Linked DNA regions of Xenopus tropicalis: region 2 is linked to region 1. A link is a contact called in public Hi-C data. All regions are on one chromosome and are shown on one strand. Each heading gives the region's core, a stretch centred on a gene start, on an enhancer-like site or on the middle of the called end of the contact. The rest is flanking DNA. Distances are from core to core; before and after follow the strand shown. Region 1 has its middle 7.2 kb from the start of c15orf41. Region 2 overlaps dph6 (diphthine--ammonia ligase).

Evidence for each region. Hi-C and Micro-C count contacts between places; a contact is called where the count stands out from the background.
Region 2: a contact with region 1 is called in a Hi-C map of neurula embryo, with 2.0 times the contacts expected there. The contact joins two enhancer-like sites. A contact is called at or near these places in 2 of 5 Hi-C or Micro-C datasets (brain and neurula embryo).

Annotation. Positions count from the first base shown.
Region 1 is chr8:111,440,106-111,446,819 of UCB_Xtro_10.0, reverse strand. No RefSeq gene overlaps it. Among named protein-coding and RNA genes, the nearest start is that of c15orf41, 7.2 kb to the right of the region's middle. Within about 2 kb of position 2,624, at least 2 of the 11 cell types and tissues checked have an H3K27ac peak or open chromatin away from gene starts, as enhancers often do. A contact at or near this core is called in neurula embryo, where this site is marked.
Region 2 is chr8:111,605,110-111,611,394 of UCB_Xtro_10.0, reverse strand. It overlaps dph6 (diphthine--ammonia ligase), which reads right to left. Exons shown (of 15, transcript XM_031891249.1): 6 at 5,522-5,583; 7 at 4,788-4,882. Among named protein-coding and RNA genes, the nearest start is that of dph6, 17 kb to the right of the region's middle. Within about 2 kb of position 2,979, at least 1 of the 11 cell types and tissues checked has an H3K27ac peak or open chromatin away from gene starts, as enhancers often do. A contact at or near this core is called in neurula embryo, where this site is marked.

The DNA of each region.
Region 1 (6,714 bases), core at 1,375-3,874:
CGACATCTAACTTGTAGGATGAGATCTGTCGAACCAACAAAACCTTCCATGCAGAATGGAAACAAATGTTTGTATTTAGGTACTTGCGTCTAAATACATTTTTTTTTTAGTTCTTTATAGTTCGCCAATGCTTCCATCCAGTTGCTCTAATGAACTGTGTGCAAGTGCGCCTACTGACATTAGGGAAACCCTGGGGATGGTGGTAGTTCCAGAGTTTCTACAGAAGGTTGCACTCTGGATAAAAAAACATGCCTTTTTCATCCAATATTTCCCTTTGCATACTGCACTTTTAGAAATGTTACATTTTGGTCTTTATGGTAAGGTTTTAGGAGGCACGGAGCTGCCTGCACCAGTTTGTGTCTAATCCTTCCAAATCTCCCATTTCAGACATGTTAAACAGAGACAATGGATGGATATTGATTGATATTTACAGGGTGTGAAAAGACTTAACCATTAGATAGGCCAATACTCCATATTTAAACATATGCCCATGATATATGTGCCACTGTAATTGACCTTAATCTCTCTGCTTTCCTGACAGCCGTCACCGAGTATTGACAGAGCAAACGGAAGTGACAAAGTGAGGGGCAAAGTGTAACCTTTCGTTTATCTTTAGATCCCTCAAGACTAGGGTAGGTTTATCCTGCAACAAATAAAGCAGCCTGCCAACTTCACTTCTTCCATTTCCTGGCCTCCCCCCATTAACCACTCAGCTCCTAAATATGCTGAATTCACTATAGGGACCACAGGTGAAAAAACCCTTAAATCTTGCCTATCAGCCTTTCTGTAAAAGAGTAAGTGAAAGCAATTATTACACTGCTGGGCAGTAAAAGAGTTAAATGCAATGAAGATACATCTGTGTATTTTTTTAAGGAGTAGCTTTATAATAAATACAAGTATTTGTTTTTTGCTTGAAATCAATGTCTGTTTGAAATAATAAAATTGATTTCTTAGGTCAATACTTTAAAATTGGTCATGCATACAATAAAGCCCCCACACTGCATGGCGAAAGGTACCTGTTTATTATTTAATAAGATATTATTATGAGACTGCAGAGACTGATCTATGTGTTTCATACATGAATGAGATATATTTAGAAATGTATGCACGGCTAATAAACATTATATAGCTAACTGGAAACCAATGCAGCCTGCAGGAGAAGGTAAGAAAAGCGCACCAGCCTAGGTTACTGGTGTAGTGAGTGCCACGCCACTATCTTCTCACCTGTGCCATGAATCCCTTGCTTCTGCCCTAGGATATGTGTGCATCTACAGTACAGTTAAATCAGACCTTAGACACCAAAAGTCAATGTTTGTTCTACTGACCATGTGCAAAGCTCAGGCAGCAGCAAGGAATCCATGGGACAGATAAAAATCCATGGCCCTTACTAGAATGCTACCCTGGCCCAGTGCGTTTTTCATTGAAGACTTGCCCCAGCCTGGGGTCTGAGATAAGAGACTATAATTAGTGATGGGCGAAATGTTTTGCCAGGCATGGATTCGCGGCGAATTTCCGCGTTTCGCCATTGGCGGATTGTTTCGCGAAACGGATGAAAAAATTAGCCGCAGAAAAATTCGCCGTACGTCCAAAAATTGTCACCGGCGTCAAAAAAGAATAGTCGCGGACGTCAAAAGAATAGCCGCGCGACAAAATAATAGCCACGGGCGAAGAAACAATAGCCGCGCGACAAAATAATAGCCGCGGGCGACAAAATAATAACCGCGGGCGACAAAACAATAGCCGCGCGCGACGAAACAATAGCCGCGCAACAAAATAATAGCCGCGGGCAACGAAACAATAGGCGCACGACAAAATAATAGCCGCGGGCAACAAAACAATAGCCGCGCGACAAAATAATAGCCGCGGGCGACGAAACAATAGCCGCGCGACAAAATAATAGCCGCGGGCGACAATTTTTTTTTGTCGCACAACATTTTTGCCGTTTCGCCTATTTTTCGCCGTTTCGCGGATCTTTTGAAAGATTCGCAAATTTTTTGTCGAAGCGAAACGGAACAGATTCGCTCATCACTAACTATTATAACTACTGTATTTGACACTCCCCAGTGATTTGCAATATTGTTACTTTAAAAGTGGGCACTATCTGAATTACGACAAACATAAACAAATGGAGGGATTAATACAATGAAGCCTGTGTAGTCTGTTTTGCTGGAGACTGGCTGTATCAAAGATATTGTACATATAAATGGACCAATATTTGTCAGAGAGACCAACATTTTGCTATATGATTGTATATTCTATTAAAAACTGTACTGACTACCATGAAAGACAATAGATTCTACATTCTTAAAAACTTGGTGGATGTGTATAAACACTCTATTCCCATACATCACACAAATGTCCATTCAAAGTGTTCAGAACACATACTGGTATGACAGAAAATCTATTAGGCAACACTCATCAATCTCTCATTGCTCTGTCTCTTAGCCTTGGGCACTGAAATTCATTGTTGGCTTCAACATAAGATGGCCATACACGGTAGTGATGTGTGAGTCGACTTTTTGTAGACCCAAGCCAAAATCTAACACCTCCACTTCTGACCCACACCCAGGCCAACATGATGAGCTGTTGATCTTTATATACTTGCAACAGACCCGACCCTTTCTGACGTAAATGAGGTGGGAGGGGTAGACATCCTGATGGTGCAGGGGGGGGGGGGCGTGGGGAAATTCTGCCTCACCACTCACTTGCAACCATCACAAAACAGTGATTGGATGGCCTGAACCCGCCGGACTTGTGGGTTTTGGGTTGGCCCGCACATCACTAATGCACAGGTTTAAAAAATTTGCCAACTTGGTCCTTCAAGATACAGCAGCATATTAGCCTGTGTAAGGGGCCTGGGATGGGATCAGAACTGCATTGGCGCATCTATAAGTTCCTCATCAATGTTTGATTGGCCCAATTTGGCCCTGCATATGGGTGGCCCAATCAGGCACAGATACACTTGTTTAGCGAGTGTTGGATGATGAACCTTGGACAATGAATGTTAGTCAGGTAAGAACAGGGGACTGCAGACTCACATGTTGGAATCTGCGAAGTCAGAATTATTGCATTGCCCTGAGGCCCCCTAGTATGTAGCATGTGAATTACATTTGCACAGAATTTTCAGACATTTCAAGATATGCAAATATGAACCCATACTGAATATAACAATTTCCAGCATAACCCAGTCACATAAGTTCTATTTGCGTCCTTAAAGCTGATATAAATCCAAAAATAACATTCTGCATAAACAGAGAAAATGCTAATCTAAGCAACTTTCCTATACACATTCATTACACATTTTCAGTGGTTTTGAAGTTATTTGTAAATGAAATTGCTATAGAAAGCTGTATTATTCTCTGCTGTAGTGGTTCTGACTATTGAAAAAGTGTAGCTGAAGCCTGTGAAAAAGCACGTAAGGCTGACTTCTGCTATAGAACCAACAGAACAGAAGTGCAGAACCAGTTAGAAAAAGACTACTTTTAATAGCAATTACATTTACAAAAAACTTTATAAAAAGTGAAAATTTGTAAAGAAGTTATACTGAAAAGTTGATTAGAATTGTACTTTCTTTCATTAGGCAACATTTTATTGCTGAGTTTACACCTCCATTAAAATGTGCATTACTGCCCATAATATTTACAGGCTCCACTGTGTAATAGCTTTTCCAGGAATATTTATAATGTTTCCAGTGTTGCTGACATTATGCATTATTGGTAGGGGTTTGTTCATGTGTAACCAGTCGAAAAGTTTGTGACATGGGACTGACACATCACCTCACATCAATGCCCATATGCAGTCAGACTGCATATTTGTTTTATAGTCTGGTTGTTAAAGATTATTCCATAAAATGAGGGCAAAGAAGGCCGAACTTTCTCTGATCATGCCCCAATATTCGGGGGTAATGCTTCCTTCTCTGCTCAGTGTACTATTAGCCACCATCACAACAGGGCCAACACTTTTAGCTGTCAAAAGGCTCAACTGAAAACACTTAACATTATCTTTATGATCATGTCTTCTTTTTTTAACAATGCAGTTTTTATTTAAACGATACATGTGCAAACAGCACATATGCAAAAAAACATTCCATTTGTACAATCAGTTGATACAATGTGAACATTCTAACTCACATGATACTTACTAAAATCTGTGTGTTGGTGTGTCTGTTTGCCCCTTAAAGAGCCGACAGGCAAGATTTGTACTGAGGTAAAGGTGGCCTACAGCCTATACTGGAAAACATATTTTTTGCAATAAGGGGAAAGGGGGGAACAAAAGGATAAACAGGGGACAGATAAGGGTAGAGGAGACTCATGTCGGTAATAAACTCTTATGCACAGGGCCAATCGAAAGAGAGTAATAATAAATTGTCACATATATTGAGATATACTAGGGGTAAAGGTTCAAATAGTCCTGTAGTTCGGCTCCACATTGAATAATGAGGTATTTTGAAGTTTATATACAACTAGGCATTTAGCCAAGGGTCCCACACTTCACCATATTCATCTGTGCAAATACGTTTGTATACCGGGATCATCTGGTTAACTGGGTTCTGCCATAGCGACAGTGATGGGGGATTACAAGCTTTCCAGTGCATAACAATACATTCCTTGGCTACCATAATAATTTCTTCTTAAAGCTCCACATGATGTTTCATGCTACACTGCCACATGGTCAGCAGACCTTAAATTTGGATTGTCTCCTTTTGTTTCAGCTAAACGAAGAAAAAAAAAACACTCCCCATAGGGATCATTACAAAATGAGTTGTGTTGTAGCCTTTATTAGAGGCAAGCCAAGGATGCCATGATTTTGTAGCTCACCATTACAGCTATGGCCTCCAAAGAATGAGTGCATGTATCCTACATAAGTGGGGCTCCGCTGCCTGTCTCTCCCATCAGCTGCTGCTGTGGTGCCATGACAAGAGTATTCAGTATGTTTGAGCACGATTTTTGCACGGACTATAAAAATGTGTTAAGTGCTTTTATGAGGGGACTTTTGTGTTATCCCACTGGGATACTGTGTCGATATCTTTGACTTTAGCAGCGCCCTGTGTTCTTATAAACTTCCTACAATATTAGCTACAGAACTCTGTAAATGTAAGGTGGATCATTCTTTGTTCGTATGTAGATTGTTATTTATATGGGTATAGGTGAAAAGTGCTAATTATTAACGTTAAAAAAGTAAATAAGCTCCAGCGCTACCCTCCCCCCTTTGGCAGTATTAAACAGTTAAAATCTGGCATTTATTAAGGTTTCCAATAAGCTTGAACCTATAGTTAAAAATAAATAAACTGTGGTTATTATAGGATTCCACTAATTGGCAGCTAAAACCACAGCATCTGGGACAGGATTTACAGCCTACTATATGGCTTTTAATTGTCATTTAGCAAACTGCTGGCTGGCCTGATCTGTAGTAGCAAAGCTGTCAGATCAGTGCTAGTGGTCACTGCAGAATGATTGGCCAAAGTTTTTCTTATTTTCTGAAAATATTTCATGCTTATGTGTAAACTACTGCTCATTTTTTTCATGAGTCATGAGCATGCCCCAACACTTTTGCAATAAGGGGCAAGCTTGTGCACTTTCTCCAGCACTTTGGCCCATGGCCAAATGACCCCTTTTGGGTGGCCCCACACCACTCTAAAGTACTTTTTATATCTTCCAGTAGATATATATAGGGGCCTAGGAAAACCAACCATACATGGGCCTATAAGCTGTCAACTTAGCCAAGATGGCAGCTTTAATCAGCTGGCGTATGGCCACTTTTATTCCAGTCATACTCAGTACTGGAAAATCTGTGGCCCTTCAGGCTAATGGAAATTGCCATTCAGCAGCTTCAGCAAGACCACAGACTGCCTGGCCATCATGCTTTAGCAAGTTGCCTGCTTTTCCCTTGTCATATATCGTGTCAAAGTATCTTGCATTATTTCTTGTTGCCTCACTGCACAAATGAACTTTCTGCTTAGGGAATGCCAATTTAATGTATCCTTTGGCTGTTTGGGGGAATGGCGGTTGCCTCAATCACAAGACTGCATTGTTACACCTATTTTTAACATGAATGAGCCAAGAGATCATCAGACTTAGCAAATGTAAAAATATCTCTATTAAAGCACAATTTTCTAAACCTTGCTGGACAATGAGAGGTAACTGTAACTTGACATTGCTGATTTAAGAAGATACGGTAACTTCCTGTCTTAAATCATTTCCTTGTCACATCTGCCCCTGCTATTTCCTTGCTGTTCTCCTAGCAGATAATGAGGCCTTGTGTGTCAGACGTGTGTCCACCCATCCGTCCTTGTGTCCCAATATTAGGTCTTTGCTTCCAGGCTACTTTCCAATTACAAACCAAATGTGATAGCAGAGGCAACACCTATCGAGATCATCCTTTTGTGTTCCGCTGCCTTCCTAATGCAGATTAGCCCTGAGCTGCCAGTTGACTGAGATTAATAACACTGCACCAAGTCCTTTGTTTCTCTCGGTGGCCGTTTAGTGTGAAATACTATCCGAAAACATTATCCATCCTCTATTAATCCCACAAATTTGTTCACACCATGCATACTGTTTAGGGCAATTTACAACAGGAACATACTGAGCACAATTGCATTTAATTACTTGGGTTCTAATTACATTCATTAAAGGCTAATAAAATAAATGAAAGAAACAGCTTTAAAGACTTCCGTAAAATACAGGGGCCTTGTGTCTATCATGAAACATGGGTGAC
Region 2 (6,285 bases), core at 1,730-4,229, 160 kb before region 1:
GTGAAATAAGTTTTTGAACCCCTACCAACCATTAAGAGTTCTGGCTCCCACAGAGTGGTTAGACACTTCTACTCAATTAGTCAACCTCATTAAGGACACCTGTCTTAACTAGTCACCTGTATAAAAGACACCTGTCCACAGAATCAATCAATCAAGCAGACTCCAAACTCTCCAACATGGGAAAGACCAAAGAGCTGTCCAAGGATGTCAGAGACAAAATTGTAGACCTGCACAAGGCTGGAATGGGCTACAAAACCATTAGCAAGAAGCTGGGAGAGAAGGTGACAACTGTTGGTGCGATTGTTTGAAAATGGAAGGAGCACAAAATGACCATCAATCGACCTCGCTCTGGGGCTCCACGCAAGATCTCACCTCGTGGGGTGTCAATGATTCTGAGAAAGGTGAAAAAGCATCCTAGAACTACACGGGAGGAGTTAGTTAATGACCTCAAATTAGCAGGGACCACAGTCACCAAGAAAACCATTGGAAACACATTACACCGCAATGGATTAAAATCCTGCAGGGCTCGCAAGGTCCCCCTGCTCAAGAAGGCACATGTGCAGGCCCGTCTGAAGTTTGCCAATGAACACCTGAATGATTCTGTGAGTGACTGGGAGAAGGTGCTGTGGTCTGATGAGACCAAAATAGAGCTCTTTGGCATTAACTCAACTCGCTGTGTTTGGAGGAAGAAAAATGCTGCCTATGACCCCCAAAACACCGTCCCCACCGTCAAGCATGTGGGTGGAAACATTTTGCTTTGGGGGTGTTTTTCTGCTAAGGGCACAGGACAACTTATTCGCATTAACGGGAAACTGGACGGAGCCATGTATCGTGAAATCCTGAACGACAACCTCCTTCCCTCTGCCAGGAAACTGAAAATGGGTCGTGGATGGGTGTTCCAGCACGACAATGACCCAAAACATACAGCAAAGGCAACAAAGGAGTGGCTCAAGAAGAAGCACATTAAGGTCATGGAGTGGCCTAGTCAGTCTCCGGACCTTAATCCAATAGAAAACCTATGGAGGGAGCTCAAGCTCAGAGTTGCACAGAGACAGCCTCGAAACCTTAGGGATTTAGAGATGATCTGCAAAGAGGAGTGGACCAACATTCCTCCTAAAATGTGCGCAAACTTGGTCATCAATTACAAGAAACGTTTGACCTCTGTGCTTGCAAACAAGGGTTTTTCCACTAAGTATTAAGTCTTTTTTTGTTAGAGGGTTCAAAAACTTATTTCACTCAATGAAATGCAAATCAGTTGCTATCTTTTATTTAAAGTTATTTTTTCGATTTTCCTTTTGATGTGCTATCTGCCACTGTTAAAATAAACCTACCATTGAAATGATACTGTTCTGAGACTTTTCATTTCTTTGTCATTGGACAAACTTACAAAATCAGTGAGGGGTCAAATAATTATTTCCTCCACTGTATCTCAAGTTTACTTATTTACTGCAACTTCTGTCCCAGTCTAAGGGGCTGATTTACTAACCCACGAATCCGACCCGAATTGGAAAAGTTCCGACTTGAAAACGAATATTTTGCGACTTTTTCGTATGTTTTTTCGGATTCTGTACGAATTTTTCGGATCCAATACGATTTTTGCGTAAAAACGCGAGTTTTTCGTATCCATTACGAAAGTTGCGTAAAAAGTTGCGCATTTTGCGTAGCGTTAAAACTTACGCGAAAAATGCGCAACTTTTCGCGTAAGTTTTAACGCTACGCAAAATGCGCAACTTTTTACGCAACTTTCGTAATGGATAGGAAAACTCGCGTTTTTACGCAAAAATCATATTGGATCCGAAAAATTCGTAAAGAATCCGAAAAAATCGCAAAACATACGAAAAAATCGCAAAGTACCGATCATTACGAAAAAAACGCAATCGGACTCCATTCGACCCGTTCGTGGGTAAGTAAATCAGCCCCTAAGGGTTTGGTAAATAAAATGAAAGGGATACGGTCATGATTTTTATGGTGTACTTTTTATTTCTAAATTACACTGTTTACATAGCAAATAATTCATTCTGCCATTTAAAATGTTATTCTTGAACCAACAAATGTACTTTTTTAGCTGTAATATTGGTGTGTAGGCGCCATCTCAGTGCATTGTGCCTGAGTCTGAGCTTTCAGAAGGAGCCAGCGCTACACATTAGAACTGCTTTCAGGTAACCTATTGTTTCTTCTACTCCCATGTAACTGGAGGAGTCCCAAGCCGGACTTGGATTTCTTACTATTGAGTGCTATTCTGGGAGCTACTGGGAGCTGCTATCTTGCTCCCTTCCCATTGGTCTGCTGTTCAGCTGCTGGGAGGGTGATATCACTCCAACTTGCAGTGCAGCAGTAAAGTGTGACTGAAGTTTATCAGAGTACAAGTCACATGGTTGTGGCACCATGGGAAATGAAGAATATGGCTAGCCCCTTACAAAAATTTAAAAAAAATAAATGAAAAAAAAAATAAAATCTGTTTTTCAATTTTCAATGCAGGATTCTGCTGGAGAAGCTCTATTAACTGATGTGGTTTGAAAAAACATGTTTTTCCATGACAATATTCCTTTAAACAATTTGTGTTTTCAGTTAAAGCTAGGCCCCTATAAATCACACTTTGGGTGTCAGAAGAGGAAACCACTAAAATAGTAAGAGTACTATGTATACATTTTTATACATATATAAAGTTTTAGGGGGTGTAGGCATTTAATAAGTGTTCATAGGCAGAGGTGCGTTATATTTATTTACGGGATTCATCTCTTTGAAACACTTATAAATGACTTTATTTGAATATGCAGTGAATCCCCCCTCTCTGCACAAAGCTATGGTACCGTGTGCACATACACAAAGTGTGATCCACTCAGATGTGTCCTGGTCATTTTTTAACTCACAAGACTGTCAGACTGCCAACGATTCCATAGACATACAGTAGAGGGAGAGACAGAGGGTAGATATTAGATATATGATGGGTCTGGAACCAAGAGTGACCTCACAGAGCTGTCGCCTGCAGCTATGATGGGAGCTTGTTAGCGCTGCACAGCTATAATTACAGGCCAGGAGAGAGAGAGGGGGGAAAGGAAGCTCAGGAATGCTAGCCTTTAATTAGCTTCAGATCCGCAGAAATACTACAGGTTTTACAGACTTGCACCCCACCTAATCCCATTCTGCAGCTCTTACCTACTCACACTGCACAATACACAACCTTAATAATAAAGACCTTGCATTATATTAAAACAGCCAGGACTGTTAATGGTGCATGCAACAAGGTGGTGAAGTGCAGAATAGTCACTCTCACCATATCAGTAACGGCACAAACATTGATATCATGTGAGCAACAGCTGGGTACCAATGCAAACATTAGAGTGTGCATAGTGCAGGCAGGTGGCATTTCTAGAGCAAGGGAAATATAAATAATGGATATACAGTATGCAGCCTATGTTAACAGCTAGTTTGTTTACAACCAAGGGGCCACTGTTACTAAGGCCACAAGCAAATTACCTTATCTGGGGAAAAAAAGTATCCCTGACACACGGAATTCGCCCTGAATGCTGGAGTGTCACGCTGGAGTATTTGAGCGAACTCTTGAATCTTTGGTGATCTAATTTGCCATTGTTTATGTAGCATATAAAAACCTCAGACTGGGATACTCATCCCCAGCCACTCCAGTTCACTGATAATATTCAACCTAAAAAGCACATAACGATAGCAACCAAAAAGATGTTTTCTTTTAAACTGGTAACCAGTAATTCTACCTTCTAATCGGTTGCTATTGATTACTGCTTCTAGGAAAACTTAAGGGGAGCATACACAGGCAGATCTCAGCTGCTGATTCGGGTCCTTCATATCGATGCGGCATCTTATCTGCCCGTGTACGGGCACCCCCGGTCATGGACCGCATCATCTTGTTTATGTGGTCCTCGGTCTGATGGCAACTATACCTGCCGTTTTAATTTGATCGTTTGGACCTAGGGCCAAATGGCTGAATTAGCTCAATATTGTCCACCTTAGAAGGGCATATTGGGAGAAGATCCGCCGTCATGGCCACCTTTAGTGCCTTTTATTACATAACCCCCATAACTGTGCAGCACATGTGGCACAGAGGATATCCTAGAGCAAATTCATATCACTTCTGGGACATAAGGGGAACAGGTTCATTTCATCATTGGACAGCATCATTGGACAGCCATTAAAAAGCCTTTATTATTTCATGGCTAAGATTAAGAACACACAGCAACGTTTCAAGAAATTCTTTACAGTAACACGCCTTTGCGTGTTCTTAATCTTAGCCATAGAAAAATAAAGCCATTTTAATCGCAAATGAGGTTCTGTACATTAATTAACTTAATCTGTTTGGTGGTTCATGGCCATAGTGGGTCATGCACATTTCTTCTTGAACAGATATTTATGCTGACTCAATAATTGCATGGAGGAATGCACACTCTTAGAAAGTGAAAAAATATTTATATAATCAAAAATGACTACATAAAAATCACCCTACACATTTCGGCCACCATGTGGCCTTCATCAGGGGCACAAAAAAATAAAAAAATAGGGCGACTCAAACTGTATTCATAAGAACAGGAAAAATGTAAGTTTTGTGCCTATTTGCAGCTGAGCCTCCTTAATTAGTACCCAGGTATACGTTCATCTCGCTGCCTCCTATCCTACACGGGCATTTACTAGTTTTAGCCTTCTTACGCCAAATCATGTATGTTCTGGTTTTATCACTCTAGCATTTACATGGCAAACGAACACTTAAACAAAATCAAAAAGTACGTCCCATTGCAAGAAATAAATCTGATCCTTACACAACAATTCTTTTCTTGAATAGAGGACAGTCTAAAGTGAGCGTCTCATACTCTCCTCCTTCTCCGCAAACATGGACACCATACTTGTCAGAGAGCTGAAAAGAAATATGTCAGAACCTGTCTCAGCAATATCGTAGGTGCAGATGAGCAGTACAAGGCTAAAATAACTGCTGTAGCACCCACACAACAACCACGAAAACTGCATTTAAGGGAAACTAAACCCAAAGAGAAAAATAACTGTTAACATACTTAGAGCGCTCCTGTGAGAACATTTACAATTTAAATACAATTTCTGTGTTAAGTTAATTGATCTACTCAGAGGACATAGAGTATCACGTGTATATACTGTTATCCATTTAAACAATCAGTTGTTGATTAATAAACAGTATATGAATGACCTTAATCACCAGTTCTTAATTCTTCTCAATGACTGAGAGTAGCAATTAGATTTTTCATGCTACATACATGTGCATGTGGGGGTTTATTAAAGAGTCTCTGAGTTTTGGTTGGTTTCTGGGGTTGTGCTTAATAACCAAACCTTAGGATCAAGCAGGATGTCTTTGCCCAGTGCCTTTAATTATGTTAATGTGAGTATAAATTCTTTACAAGAACATTTTAAGGACAGCGTATGTATGACTAGATGGAATGTAAAAGTGTACCTTTTTCTGTATTACATAACCAACTTGGCTTTTAGTAAATGTCACCCATAGTGTCCTTTCAAAACAATCACTAACCTGCTTAAGGTAAGGCCTCATGTCTTCCAGTGTCTTCCCCAGGTGCTTGTCTGGATCTAACCCTGTAAACAGACTAGAATCATGGCATCTCGATGTTTTCAAATAATATCTCAAATATAAGCAGATATGTATCCACAGCATTAAAGCAACAATACATTTTCTGTGCCAGGTTAAATAAATTTAACACTGAGATTTTGTTATAGTCCTTGTTTTATGGGATAGACAATATAAAACCCAGACAAACATATATTTACAAGGTAAAGGGTAAGATATTTATTAAGCAATGTAAAACGTTTTACACCAATCCATTACAAAGTGAAAAGTCGCAATTTTAATTCAGGTGTGTACATTTGCACAGAAGTGTGCACATTTATACCTTTATTTTACAGAACCCCAGGACTGGTGTAACACACTGATGTCACAGGGGCTCAGAAAAAAGGCAGGGTAATCTATCACAAAATCCTATGCCTACAGTGAAAAATGCACAGCACTTTACAAATGAGGGCACTGAGAAAGTGTGTATCTCAGCTGGTGCCAGTGAACATATTCTAGTGCCTAAAGGGCAGTTATATATATCCTGCAAACCCTAAGTTAGGGATCCCTAAAGCTAATCTTTATGGATGAGGTTTCACCAGTGTAGGGAGGGGCTGCTCACCAATCACATCACTAGCCCTAAGGGGCAACCATAAGGATATGAAGGGCCAGACATGGTACTGCATAGTGCACTAAAGCACTTTAAACGATAAATATAGGAAAATACTTTT